Regions from separate parts of the Mus musculus genome. Here region 2 is linked to region 1. The links are chromatin contacts, called in public Hi-C maps. All regions are on one chromosome and are shown on one strand. Each heading gives the region's core, a stretch centred on a gene start, on an enhancer-like site or on the middle of the called end of the contact. The rest is flanking DNA. Distances are from core to core; before and after follow the strand shown.

Region 1 (6,112 bases), core at 2,065-4,564:
CAGATGGGTGGACGCTGTCATGCTGGCCAAATATAAAGAGCTGCTCCCTCTAATGAGCACAGGTCTGTCTACACATGTGTTGCTTTTACAGAGTGGCATCTGTACATGAAGAGGACCACAAAGGATTGACCATGACCTAGGATCTAGGGAGGATATAGGGAAATGCTGTCAGGCCAAGCCATCTCAGCAGAGGCTCGAAGACTGGCCCACAGGGTCCTTTAAGCCTTGAAGGGGCTGAAAATGGTGGGAAAAGACCATGATGGGGTGACAAACTCAAACCAGACAGATGACAGTTGCCAACAAGAAGCAAAAAGAATACTGGGTCCATAAGTCCCTCATTCAAAAAACGTGTGTGTGGTGTGTGCATGTATATACACACATACATGCACACACACACACACACACACACGAACGACTAATGTTGGCTTCTGAGGAGAGGAGAATTGGGGCATAAGTTAGCATGCAAGCTTCCTCGGCACTGCCCAGCTTGCTGAAACAAAAAGCGCCCCTGCAAACGGTACTCAGAACTCCAAACAGGAAGGGGCGGGTGCTTTCTCAAGGGCTAAGGAGAACTGATGATGTCGTCAATGGATTGTAGAATCCTGATCGCCACAGAGCATCTTACTGTAACTGTTACACCAACCAAGCACGTTCAGAAGTCTGTAAACCTTACATAAGATTATTCTCAGCCTCACACAACCCAGTGTGACTTTGTGCCTTTTCTGTCCCTTTTTCCAAAGGCAAGACATAGGAAGAAAGGTAACAGGAGGAGGCACTCGAAACAATACTCAGCAAAACTGCTTGCTGTGTCCCCTGATTGTTACCAGTCACACTTCTCTCTACAGACTTTAAAGGCAAGATGGACAGACAAGAGAGGAGGCTGCTGTGACCCCAGATCGAGTGCTTAAGAGCGCTAAGCTCCTGCAAGCCCCAGACAATGAGGCCTCGCCTCTGCACTGGGTAGAGCCAGAGGCCCCAAAGCCTGGGATGGCCTCCTAGAAGTTATTTTGACTTAGAACATGAGCTACCTTAGGGCTTCAGAGGTTGTTCAGTGGTCCCACACTTGGGGCCGTCAGAGAACCAGAGCTGGTTCCCAGTCCTCCTGTCAGGCCACTGACTCCACCCTGGGGAATCGAATGCCCTCTTCTGGCCTCCATGGACAACGGCATTCAGATACATGTGTGTGAATAAAATTAAAAACAAGTCTATGCAAAGAAAAAAAAAAAGGTCTAGGCTACCAAAGTCAGCTTTGCTAGTAACTCACTTATCGGGAATGTTTCTTTGGGAAAAAAACTGGGGTGAATTCAGCCTTCAGACACCGAATTGGTCAGTGTTTTCTTAAAATATGTCTTTTTATGACTTATTTACTTTTATCTCATTTGCATTGGTGTTTTGCCTGGGTGTATGTGTGTATGTGGGTGTTGGATCCCCTGAAGTTGGGGTTACAGACAATTGAGAGCCATCATGTTCATGCTGGGAATTGAACCCAGGTCCTCTGGAAGAATAGCCAGTGTTCTTAACTGCTGAGCCATCTCTTTAGCCCCTGCAAATCTCTTAAAGGGAATTTCCAGCTATTGTGGAGCTAGGGAGAAAGAAAAATTAGAGCTAATGCCTAAGTCTCTGATGCTGCCTGATTATTTTAAGGATAAACAACAAACAAAACTGGAGAATTGATCCTATGCAGCAACAGCAACAGTGAGTCCTAGGGGTACAGGAAGATAGCTCTGTTGGTAAATTGCTTTTTGCAAAAAAACGAGAAGATCTGAATTAAATCCCCAGCACTCAAGAAAAAGGTCAGGCACGATGGATCTCCTGGGGCTCTCTGCCATCCAACTTAGTCTAACTGGCAAGCACCAGGTGCCACGGAGAGATTCTATCTAGAGTGGGGTGGGCAAACAGAAAAAAGACAGGGATAGCTCTTGAGAAATAATACCTGAGACTGATGTCTGATCCACATGTGTACTTCCTGGCCTACAAGTCCACGTGAATACCGCATGCTCTTCTGGATAAAGCTGGCCTTCTCTAGCCTACAGTGGTCTCTTCTTGGTCTGCTTTCCTCAGTTAGGATTCCTGCCTGCTCCTGTAGCCTTACTGTTGTGTTCCTTGGGCTAGATGGTTCCCTCTGCTGTAACACTGCAATGGTAACAAAAGCTATCACTTAGCAAATAGTCCCAGGGGCCAAGCACAGAGGTTAACAAATTACATATTTTAGCTCGTCTCAGACTTGGTTTTTTTAAATATTTATTTATTTATATGAGTATACTGTAGCTGTACAGATGGCTGTGAGCCATCATGTGGTTGCTAGGATTTGAACTCAGGACCTTTGGAAGAGCAGTCGGTGCTCTCAACGCTGAGCCATCTCTTCAGCCCCTTGTCTCAGACTTGTAAAAAACAAAACAAACAAACAAAAAAACAAAACAAAAAAAAACCACCTGCAAGGTAAGATTAGCTTTAATAATTAGCTTTTTTTTTTAAATGAAAACTGAGGTCCAGCTCCTTGGATAAGTCTGCCCAGTGTCAGCACTGGTTAGTGACCAACGGAGCTCATACTTGATCTTGGAGCTGCCCAAGTCTAAGACTTAACTCTCACCATCTCACGATCCCGATATTACTTGTCAACCTGCAGTTGGAATCAAAACTGCAGTGCATTTTCAGAGTTTATTTGTTTCAGTTTGGTGTTGTCATCTGTATGGTCCCAGCTATCCTAGGGGTTACTCTGTAGACCAGGCTAGCCTCAAACTGCATCTGCCTTCAAAGTATTGGGACCAAAGGCATGGACCACCACTCTGGATTATACCGCAGTATATTTTAAATAAATGTTTATTATGTGTGGTGTGTATCTGTGTGTGGGTATGTGTATGTGAATGCAGGTATCCACAGAAGCCAGAGATGTTGGGACTCTCTGGAGCTCTCTGGAGCTGGAGTTATAGACGGTTATGGGCCTGCTGATGTGAGGGCTAGGAACCAAACTCTGGTCCTCTGGAAGAGCGGCAATACTCTTAACTTCTGTGCCATCTCTGCAGCCCAGAGTAGATGTTTATAAAGACTCCAAGCTGCCCTGCTGTGGAGATGCAGGGTTGAATGGTCCCAGATCAGCCATGCTCAGCCTGTGGAGAGCAACCCCTTTGGGGGTCGAACAACCCTTTCACGGGGGTCGCCAAAGACCATCTGAAGACGCAGATATTACATTAGGATTCGTAACAGCAAAATGAGTTATGAAGTAGGAACAGAATAACTTTATAGTGGGAGGTCACCACCACATGAGGAACTGTTTTAATGAGTCCCAGCATTAGGGAGGTGGAGAGTCGCTGGCCCAAAAGATAAAAGATGAAGGAAGGTGATAGGGAACTTTGTGGGTCACAGTCTCTCAGCCCTGAGGCTAAGGTGCTTCAGGATGGGAACCAAGAGAGGTCAGGCTGTGACTCAGTGGTACAGTTGTCTCAAGTCCTTGGATCCTCATCCTCAGACTACAAAAATTTCAAAATAAAGATTGGTAGGGAAAACAGCATTAAAAAAAAAAAGATGTATTTATTATTTTATCTATGTACACTGTATCTGTCTTCAGACACACCAGAAGAGGGTGTTAGATCTCATTAGGGATGAGTCATCATGTGGTTGCTGGGATTTGAACTCAGGACCTTCAGAAGAGCAGTCAGTGCTCTTACCAGCTGAGCCATTTAACCAGAGTGGAGAACAGCATTCTTATCTCTAGCTGGGCCTGATGATACAGGCCTCTACTCCAGCTTATTCTTCTGTAGGTGGACTCAGCCTTCTCACAGGAAAAATAGATGACTGGAGTCTTCCCTCAGACAGCAACAGCACCTAAGTAGGACCCGAGGAAGTCAACAATTTCCTTAGAGCAGGAAGCAGAAGGAACAAAGGACTTGCCCAGAGGCTGCCCATCGGGTGGGTGGCTCCTAGGCCCAAACCGATCCTTTTCTGGCATCCTTGTCGAAGGCCTGGTGTACTAAAGGTTGGCCGCACGGGCAGGTGGGGAAGCCCGCCCAGGAGCTCTAGTTGCGAGCCAGGCGGTGTGCTCCCTTTCCACCTGCGTTAGGGCACCCCACCCGGGGGGGTGAGAAGGAGGGAGTCCAAGTCGGGTCGGATTCCCAGCCAGCTCCCACCTCACAGGAGGCGGCCCATTATCCGGCGTCGTTAAAGAGCAATTAGATGGAAATTAAGCCGAGAACAAGTATTGATTATCTCATTAAGGCCAGGGGAGCCCGCTCTGTCGGAGTGAATTTACCGCAGCTCACCCCATTATCTGCAAGGTGAAAGCCTGCGGTCATCAGCGTCCAGAGAAGTATCGATCTTGCCCCAAATCCTTTCCTGACCCTCCTTTGTAGAATAAGTAGGTTCTAGTGAGATGAGACACCAGAGGTGTGACGAGATGGAGGGGAACAGTGGGCGCACACACTCACACCCATACACTCCTTAGCACGATCTCTTTAGTTTCCTTCTCGGTTTCTCCTTGATACTTCTGTGGGTCTGGGCAGCGACAGTTCACATACGTAGGGCGATGTCCAAGGTTTTACATCCAAAGGAGAGAAACCAGAGTTGAGGCTTGCTTACATACTTAACTTATTTACTTAACTACTTAGTTACTTATTTTGTTTGTTTGTTTGTTTGTTTTGAAACTGAATAGATCTGCCTTTGTTTCCCTGACTAACCTCCAACTTCTTGCTTTAAGCCATCCTCCTGCCTCATCCGGTAATGCAGACACTGGCCAACAGAGCCTGAGACTTAGTGGAAAGAATTTTCTCTAAATACAAAATGCAAGGCATTTCTGGGCCCCAAATCCCAACCTGGGGGCGGGGAGGAGAAAAAAACAATTTAGTTTTTGATGACTGTGATAGCCAAAGGATACCTGGGAACCGCCTACAGACTCCCCAAGGCTTTCCAAAATAAACAAAGAAAGAAAACTGTTGGGGATAAAGTTATTTTTAAGCTGTCTGTGGGCCTTGGGCAAGTTTGGGTGACTGAAGATAGGGCTGGAGGAGTCCTGAGGCTCTTGGCCTTGGACACTGTATAGTCTGAGTGCCTAGAACTCCTGCTTGCTGGCACTGAGATGCAGTAATGCAGCAATGTGCTTTCAAGGGCCGCTGGCCCTGCAGGAGAGAAGATACAGAGCTGATCATCACAGAAATGATGAATAAGGGGCTGGAGAGATGGCTCAGTGGTTAGGAGTACTCGCTGATCTCCCAGGGGACCCAAGTTCAGTTCTCAACACCCACACGGGGTATCTCTCAACCACTTGTAACTCCAGTTCCAGGGGTCCCAACCCCTCTTCTGGCCTCTTTGGATAGCCTTACACAGGGAGACATCCATATACATAAATTAAAAGTATATTTTTTTGGTCAGGTGATGGTGGAGCATGCCTTTAATCCCAGCACTGGAGAGGCAGAGGCAGAGGCAGGCAGATCTCTCTGAGTTCAAGGCCAGCCTAGTCTACAGAGCAAGTTCCAGGACAGCCAGGGCTACACAGAATAATCCTGTCAGGGATGGGGGTGGGAATAATTTCTTAAACAAAGGTGACTTTAAAAAAATAAATACAAAATTAACATCACAATATGAATCACAAGGCCACAGGTGCTGTGAGTGATGGGCAGGTGTGCACACGAAGCAGATGTTCTGATAAACCAGGAGCAAGCAAGCCTGCTGCCCATTCAACACCGTTTCTGATGGCACATGGTATGCAAAACCACTCTCCCTTCCACCCAAACCCCCGGTCTAATAGAGAAGACAGACACCAAAGCTCTAATGGCACAAATACAGTATCTATAATGAAAAACTGCCAGTGATAGTCAGAAATCATGATTTAAGATTTGAGTGTCTGGAAGAACTGAGGAAGTCCCTCTGGAGAGAGCCACTTTCCTCTCATCATTGGCCACCCTGTTTTTGGGCTCACCTGAGAATCTAAGATGCGCCAAGGGCTGGGGAGAAGGGGAGTGCGACCAGGTGGTGCGCCCGGCCCGCGCTGGCTTGGCCGGGAACAGATCAAGCAGCGGCGGCCCGGATTCTGGGCTCATCTCCCTGCCCCGGGGCCGGGCAACTATTAATCTTGGTTGACGGTTTCTCACGTCCTAATTGGGAGGTGGAGGGAGCGGCTCAG
Region 2 (6,112 bases), core at 2,102-4,601, 380 kb before region 1:
AACGGCCCTGACCACTGAATCATAGCTCTAGTCCCAATGCTACATTTTTCACTGTAATAATTCAAATGAGTATGTGACTCAGTTATTATTGAAGCAAAGCAGGTAGATGCTGGCAAATTTCATCCCTGAATCTGAACCCTTTTAAGGTGGAACTCAGGCTAGTGAGACAGTTGATAGGGGAGAGAGACTCCCTTAGAGATAACCTGAGGTCAATTCCCAGATCCAACAAGGTGGCAGGAGAGAGCCAAGCAAGAGTTGTCCTCTGACCTCCATATATTTATTCATTATGACATGTACATGCTTGTACATATGTGCATGCACACACAACCACACAAATAAGCACTTCAGAATCCAACTGTTCACTGTCATGTAGAATGGCAAACACATATGAAGAAAAGAACCTAAGACTATTTCTAGTAACCAGCTAAACGATCCCGTGGTAAGCTTTGCAGGCGAGTTAGGGACTGGAGTAACACTGCTTCCACACCACCTGTCCTGCGACTCGGCAGTAACTTTAACCTCCACACACAGGGCTTCCAGTTTACAAAAACAAAAGGTATTTTTACAAGCTTAAAAGGTAATTTAGCTACATAAAAAAATAATAAAAGCTCTTCAGTGAAAGGTGACATAAAACACACACACACACACACACACACACACACACACAGAGCTGGCCAGAAAATGACTGTAATCCCAATACTTGGGAGGCAAAGGCAGGAGGATCACTGAAAGTTCAAGGGCAGCCTAGTCTGAGTAGTGAGTCACAGGCCAGCAAGTGCTACAGAGTAAGGTACTCTCTCTAAAGACAAAACAAAAGCCCACCACACTCTGCATTTGAAAAAAAAATTAATGAATCTTCCTGGGATTAATGGGAGAAGTAAGTAAGTTTAGAAGCTTATTGAAGGTTCAGTTGTATCCAAGGACCAGTTTTTAGGGAAGACCTGAAGTATCCTCATAAAATAATCCTCTCTGGCATGCTTCCACAGACAATAGCTTCTCTGGCAAGTTCACCATTTGGCACACTCTATTACACCACAGCAACATCAAACAAAGTCTGCACACAGTGTTTAACTTCTATGGAACCCCAGTCCAAGCTTTCAAGGGGGGCTATTTTTCAGCGGTGCACAGATCCAAACATAGTGGTAGGAACCAGATAGAATGGAAAGTGCTCCCTGGGAAAAAACCAAAGAGTACTAACTGCCATCCGCACTGCCTTCCTCCCTAGGACAGAAGTCAAAAAACCTGCCAAGTGGGTTGATCCCCCTGCTACATTGTCTGACGCTAATTATAAGAATACTACAGATGCAGCCTTTCTCAAAATGCAAAGGGATTGTGTGTATTTGCAAAGAACAACTATTTTTTATGCTTCCAAATTCTTAATCCTGTTTGGAGCTGTCAGTGGGGGTTAATGGAAGCCTTGGATAGGAGAATTCCAATCTGGTTGGCAGATGGATAGGTTGGTTATAGCTGCATAACTATGTCTTGCCTGCAGGCACAATTCAGAACACTGTTAAAGCAATATAAAGTCTCTGTCAAGCTGAACCATTTGGATCAGTAGCAAGGAGAAATAATAATAAAAAAGAAGTTCATTTCTGGGCCTTGTGCATTTATGCTAGTATGCAGAAACTGATTAATTGTCATAGTGTGTTGGTCTTCCATACCTCAGATTTCTACTTCTGGAGGAGATTTTGCATGCTAATATAATCATTCTCCCTCTTGAGACATTAGCAAATAATCAAATGAAAAACAGGATCATAATTTACTGAGATTCAAGCAATTCTCTATGCAAATTTGACTTGTTATTGCTGCTGCCTCGTTAATCTGAATGCCTTTGACAAACTCCTTTGATTTATGAACTCATGACAACTCCAATGTGTATATATTTTGCTAGATTGACATTATCATTAAGAGTGGGTGGACTGAGCTCACATGAATGGCTGATTTTATTCGCTGGTGTCTGCTGCTCAACAGCTGAGCATCTCCTCCTCACAAAGCCCCTGAGCGGCAGGCTCTTCCCATCTTCCCATCCATTCATCATCTCGATGTTAATTGGCCCAGGCTTTAAGCAAATTTTCAACACGATTTAAAGGCACGATGACACTGATTACTGACCCTCTGCCATACGGTGCCTATTGATTAACCTGACAGAGATGATGAGCTTGAGGGAAACTAGGTGTGTGGGGACCTCAGGGAGAAAAATATATTGTCTATGCAGGCAAACACTTGTCATTACCTCACAAGCCAGAATCTGCACAGCACAAACTCTTAAAAACACACTACTGCTTTGATACCTACAGCTAAGACAGAAAGTGCTTTCTGTATCCACAGATATTACAAATACGTCATGTCAAAACACACTGACACATTCAGTATTTAGAACAATTCCCTGGGTAGATGCTTGCCTTTTGACCAATTATTCTTGTGCTAGCTGTGTATATGTGTGTGTTTGTATATTAAATTAGAAATACTGGGGTGGCCTAGTTGCATTTTATTATGCAAGAAAAATAAAAGTGAGGAAACAAATTTAGGAAATAAAGGAAAGAAGAAGGAAGGAATTAAATAATCCAGGCCAGTTTCACCATGATTAAAACAGGCTACAGTCTGTCAGTAAAAGAAGAGATTTTCTCAAAAAGAAACCCAATTTGATTTCAGAAATTCTGTTTTCTATTCTTTCAACACCACAACCTGACTCCAAATGCCAAACTATTCAACATAGAAATTATCAGCAGAACATTTATTTAGACAAAGCAAAATAGTATTAGAGTCTGACAAACATAGTTCTTAAACTCCTGCTTGCCTGTTTGCAACAACTATTGTGCAAACTGTTTATTTGGACAAAGTGTAAACAATCTTTGAGGTTATGCTTCAGAAATCCCAAATTCCTCACTATTAAGAGAAGAAAATATAAACATTACAAGTTAATAGGCGGTAAGTACAAATATTGGTAACAAACAAAATTCTGCTCAGGATACTGCTCAGTCTGTAAATGCACCCACATCATGAAGCACACCAGGGGTCAGAAAGGACACCTTCAGATAGGGACAGTTATTATTTAAAACAAAGCCAACAAAATATCCTCCCTCTGGCCACACATATCACCTTGTTTACTCACGAGTCCTGGGGGACAGCCAGTGTACAGTTTTATACACAGGGAGTTTGGAGCAGCACTAACGGTTATTTCAAAGCTAAAATAATAGAAAACTGAACAGCCTGACTGTACTCGCTATTACAGTGACATGGGCTGTTAATGTAAGAGATCAAATGTTCTTCAAGCCAAACAGCATTGGTGCCTGTTATTCTGGAACATGCAGCTTACTCCCTAAAAGCCTGCCTCCTGCTCTTCTAAGATAAACAAGCTCAGCTCAGCACTGAGATGCTCTGATAAAGACAGAGAGGAGCTGTTCCGGGGGAGACAAGAGAAGAGGCGCCAATGTTGCTTTTGTTCACTTTCAAGTCAACAAGCATCATAATCAAGACAATAGTATTTTATCATTAAAGCATAGATATAAGAGAAAAACAAATTTGCAGCAATCAATATAGGGACCATTCCCCAAAACAGCTAAAACAGTTATCTCTATTTTCTGAAGAGGAGAGATGACAGCTGTCTGAACATATTTAGCTTTGTGTCTTCTTAATCAAAGATTTGAACATCAACTTAGCAATGACTCTAAGTATATATAAGAATTTTTAATTAACTTAACATGTTCTACACCAGAATAACAGTCTATGTAAACACAAAACTAAGTTTCTGGGCTCTAAAGACTTAATTGAAAAATCAAACCATACTTTATTCCTTACCCATTTAGATCTGTAGGCTGTGAAGTTTTAAAATTATTTTATTCACCTGAACATGACAATGCAGTCACCGAACTCTAATAACATGGCTTAAAATTTCAAACTGAAATAGAACAACAAAATAGACCCCTGTGTGTCAGACCAGAACTAATATTCCTTTAAAAAATATTTTCATACATATATTTCATGGTTTAAAAAACAAAAACAGCTGGGTGGTGGTGGTACACACCTTTAGTGCCAGCACTCTGGGAGACAGAGGCAGGCAGACCTCTGAGTTCCAGGACTGCCAGGACTACCTGTCTCCCAAACAAAACAAAACAAAACAAAACAAAACCCCAAAACAACCTCCCCACCTCAAAAAAGGAAACCAAAAATCAACCCATAAGGCTAAATGAGCACAGTAAACTAAGATACATTTGCCAAGCGAATGTAGGATTGAAAGACTGAAATAAAAGGCCAAGCACATCTACCATGGGACCAAACCGCAAGGAGTTTGATTTACTTCTGCACAAACTTTTAAGTTTAAAAGCAATTGAAGAGTCTTTTTGCCCTCTTCACGATACTATCCCTCCTGAATATGTACTGGGGAGAATTTCATGTATGCCACAGTTTTCCTTGATGTCATTTTTATATACTATCTTCTACAGAGATCATCACAGTTATCTGCATGTGAGTAAGAGGTGAACTTTTGCCTCGCCTATGAATAACTGGTTAGTTTATAACTCAAAGGTATCTATGCACATTGTATAGATCTTTCTTCTTTCTCAAAATAAGGCCAGCAACTAGAGAGCCTTTGGGCCATCCGCCCAGACCCCAGTGAACTGAGACCTCTGGCATGCTCGTTCCTCGTATGTTCTCTGGGTTCTTTTAAATTCTTTTCCTCACCTTGGGTATCTTCCTTGCTTAGATGTTACTTACACTTCAACAGTATCTTCAAAAAAATTTAAGATTTGATCAACTTGTTAATTTCCTCCAAGTGATTACCAATTTGGAACAAAAATAAAAACACCCTAACTAAATAAGTAATAACAGAACAATACAAAACAAACAACACAGACTGTTTTGTGTTCTGGGTTTGGAATTTATAATTATAAAGTTGACTATATTTGACCATTCTCTTACTTCCTTTATTATTAACAAGTTGTTCTATTCTTATTACCCTGTAAAATTAACTATTTTATCAAATATTTCTTACAATTACAAACTGTCCTTCTCACTGGTTCTTGTAAATATTTGGTCCTGCATAGCTCTTTAAATGTATGTTTTAAAGAACAGAGGCATGTTTCAAAAAAAAAAAAAAAAAAAGAAGAAGAGGCAGAAGAAGAAGAGGCAGCTTGTACGTACCACACTTTATACTCTCTGCTTTTTCTTAAAATGCTAAGTATGCTAACTATATTCATATACTTGACCTTGATCTTTTTTAACCTTTGTTTTTACTGTAAACCTTGCTTTCTCATTTTTTGATAACATCTATTATAGAAAGGGGTGGATTATGTTTTTAAAAGGAAAGCAGCTAACATAACAACACCTCCTGGATTGTCAGGTTTCTGAGTAGCTTAACATGGAGGGAGAACTGGACTAGGAATTAAAATTTAAGTGAAGGAGATTTCTTTTCTGGACAGGCCAAAGGTTATACACACCGACAACTGACTTGTTTGAATGTTAAAGCTAACGTTATCAAACAAAATGAAAATAAAACCAACCCCCAACTTGGAGTTCTATCAGTAGAGTACTCAAGTATATTTCTTTGTAACGATGAAGTAATTTTACTTTCCTAGGAATGAGTAATCCTGTTTGTGTCTTTGTTTAATACAACGCGCTTTGACAATTAACAGATTTCAAAAGTCGTCTTCTCCAACGGAAGAATTTAACAGTAGAAATCCTTCCTATTTAAAAGAAGACAACTTAAAAGGATATGTTTGCATGTTGTTTGCATGTCTGTAGTCTTCAGTTGTTGTAATGCTGGAGAATAGTCACATGCTTTCTAATCGTCCATTCTCCGACTATACACCATGTTGTTTACATTTCTGACATTCTACAACTTAGTTACACTAATACTATTTAACACAGTCTCTGTTTTCTAGATGTACAACCATAAACCTAGATTATTTTTATAAAATTATTTCCTGTCACTTAGTAAAAATAAATAATTTTCTTTGGAAATATTAATAATCCTTTGTTGATTAAAAAATAAGTGAGGAAACATTAATTTAACATTCCTGAATATTATAGTTCTGACCATCATCATTCTGGGACAAAAATAAAAACAACAAGCCCAACTAGATAAGTAGCTGCCAGAAAGAAGACAGAGATGGGT

The links. A called contact is a pair of places that touch in the nucleus more often than the background predicts.
Region 2: a contact with region 1 is called in a Hi-C map of the G1E-ER4 cell line, with 3 times the contacts expected there. The contact joins two enhancer-like sites. A contact is called at or near these places in 3 of 39 promoter capture datasets (3T3-L1-derived adipocytes, cranial neural crest and hippocampal neurons) and 4 of 484 Hi-C or Micro-C datasets (the G1E-ER4 cell line and rod photoreceptor).

The regions. Positions count from the first base shown.
Region 1 is chr19:45,065,518-45,071,629 of GRCm38.p6, reverse strand. All of the region lies in intron 1 of Gm35782 (a long non-coding RNA gene), which reads left to right. Among named protein-coding and RNA genes, the nearest start is that of Gm35782, 6.5 kb to the left of the region's middle. Within about 2 kb of position 3,314, at least 4 of the 459 cell types and tissues checked have an H3K27ac peak or open chromatin away from gene starts, as enhancers often do. A contact at or near this core is called in the G1E-ER4 cell line, where this site is marked.
Region 2 is chr19:45,442,675-45,448,786 of GRCm38.p6, reverse strand. The region is part of intron 2 of Btrc (beta-transducin repeat containing protein); the gene reads right to left. Among named protein-coding and RNA genes, the nearest start is that of Btrc, 82 kb to the right of the region's middle. Within about 2 kb of position 3,351, at least 33 of the 459 cell types and tissues checked have an H3K27ac peak or open chromatin away from gene starts, as enhancers often do. A contact at or near this core is called in the G1E-ER4 cell line, where this site is marked.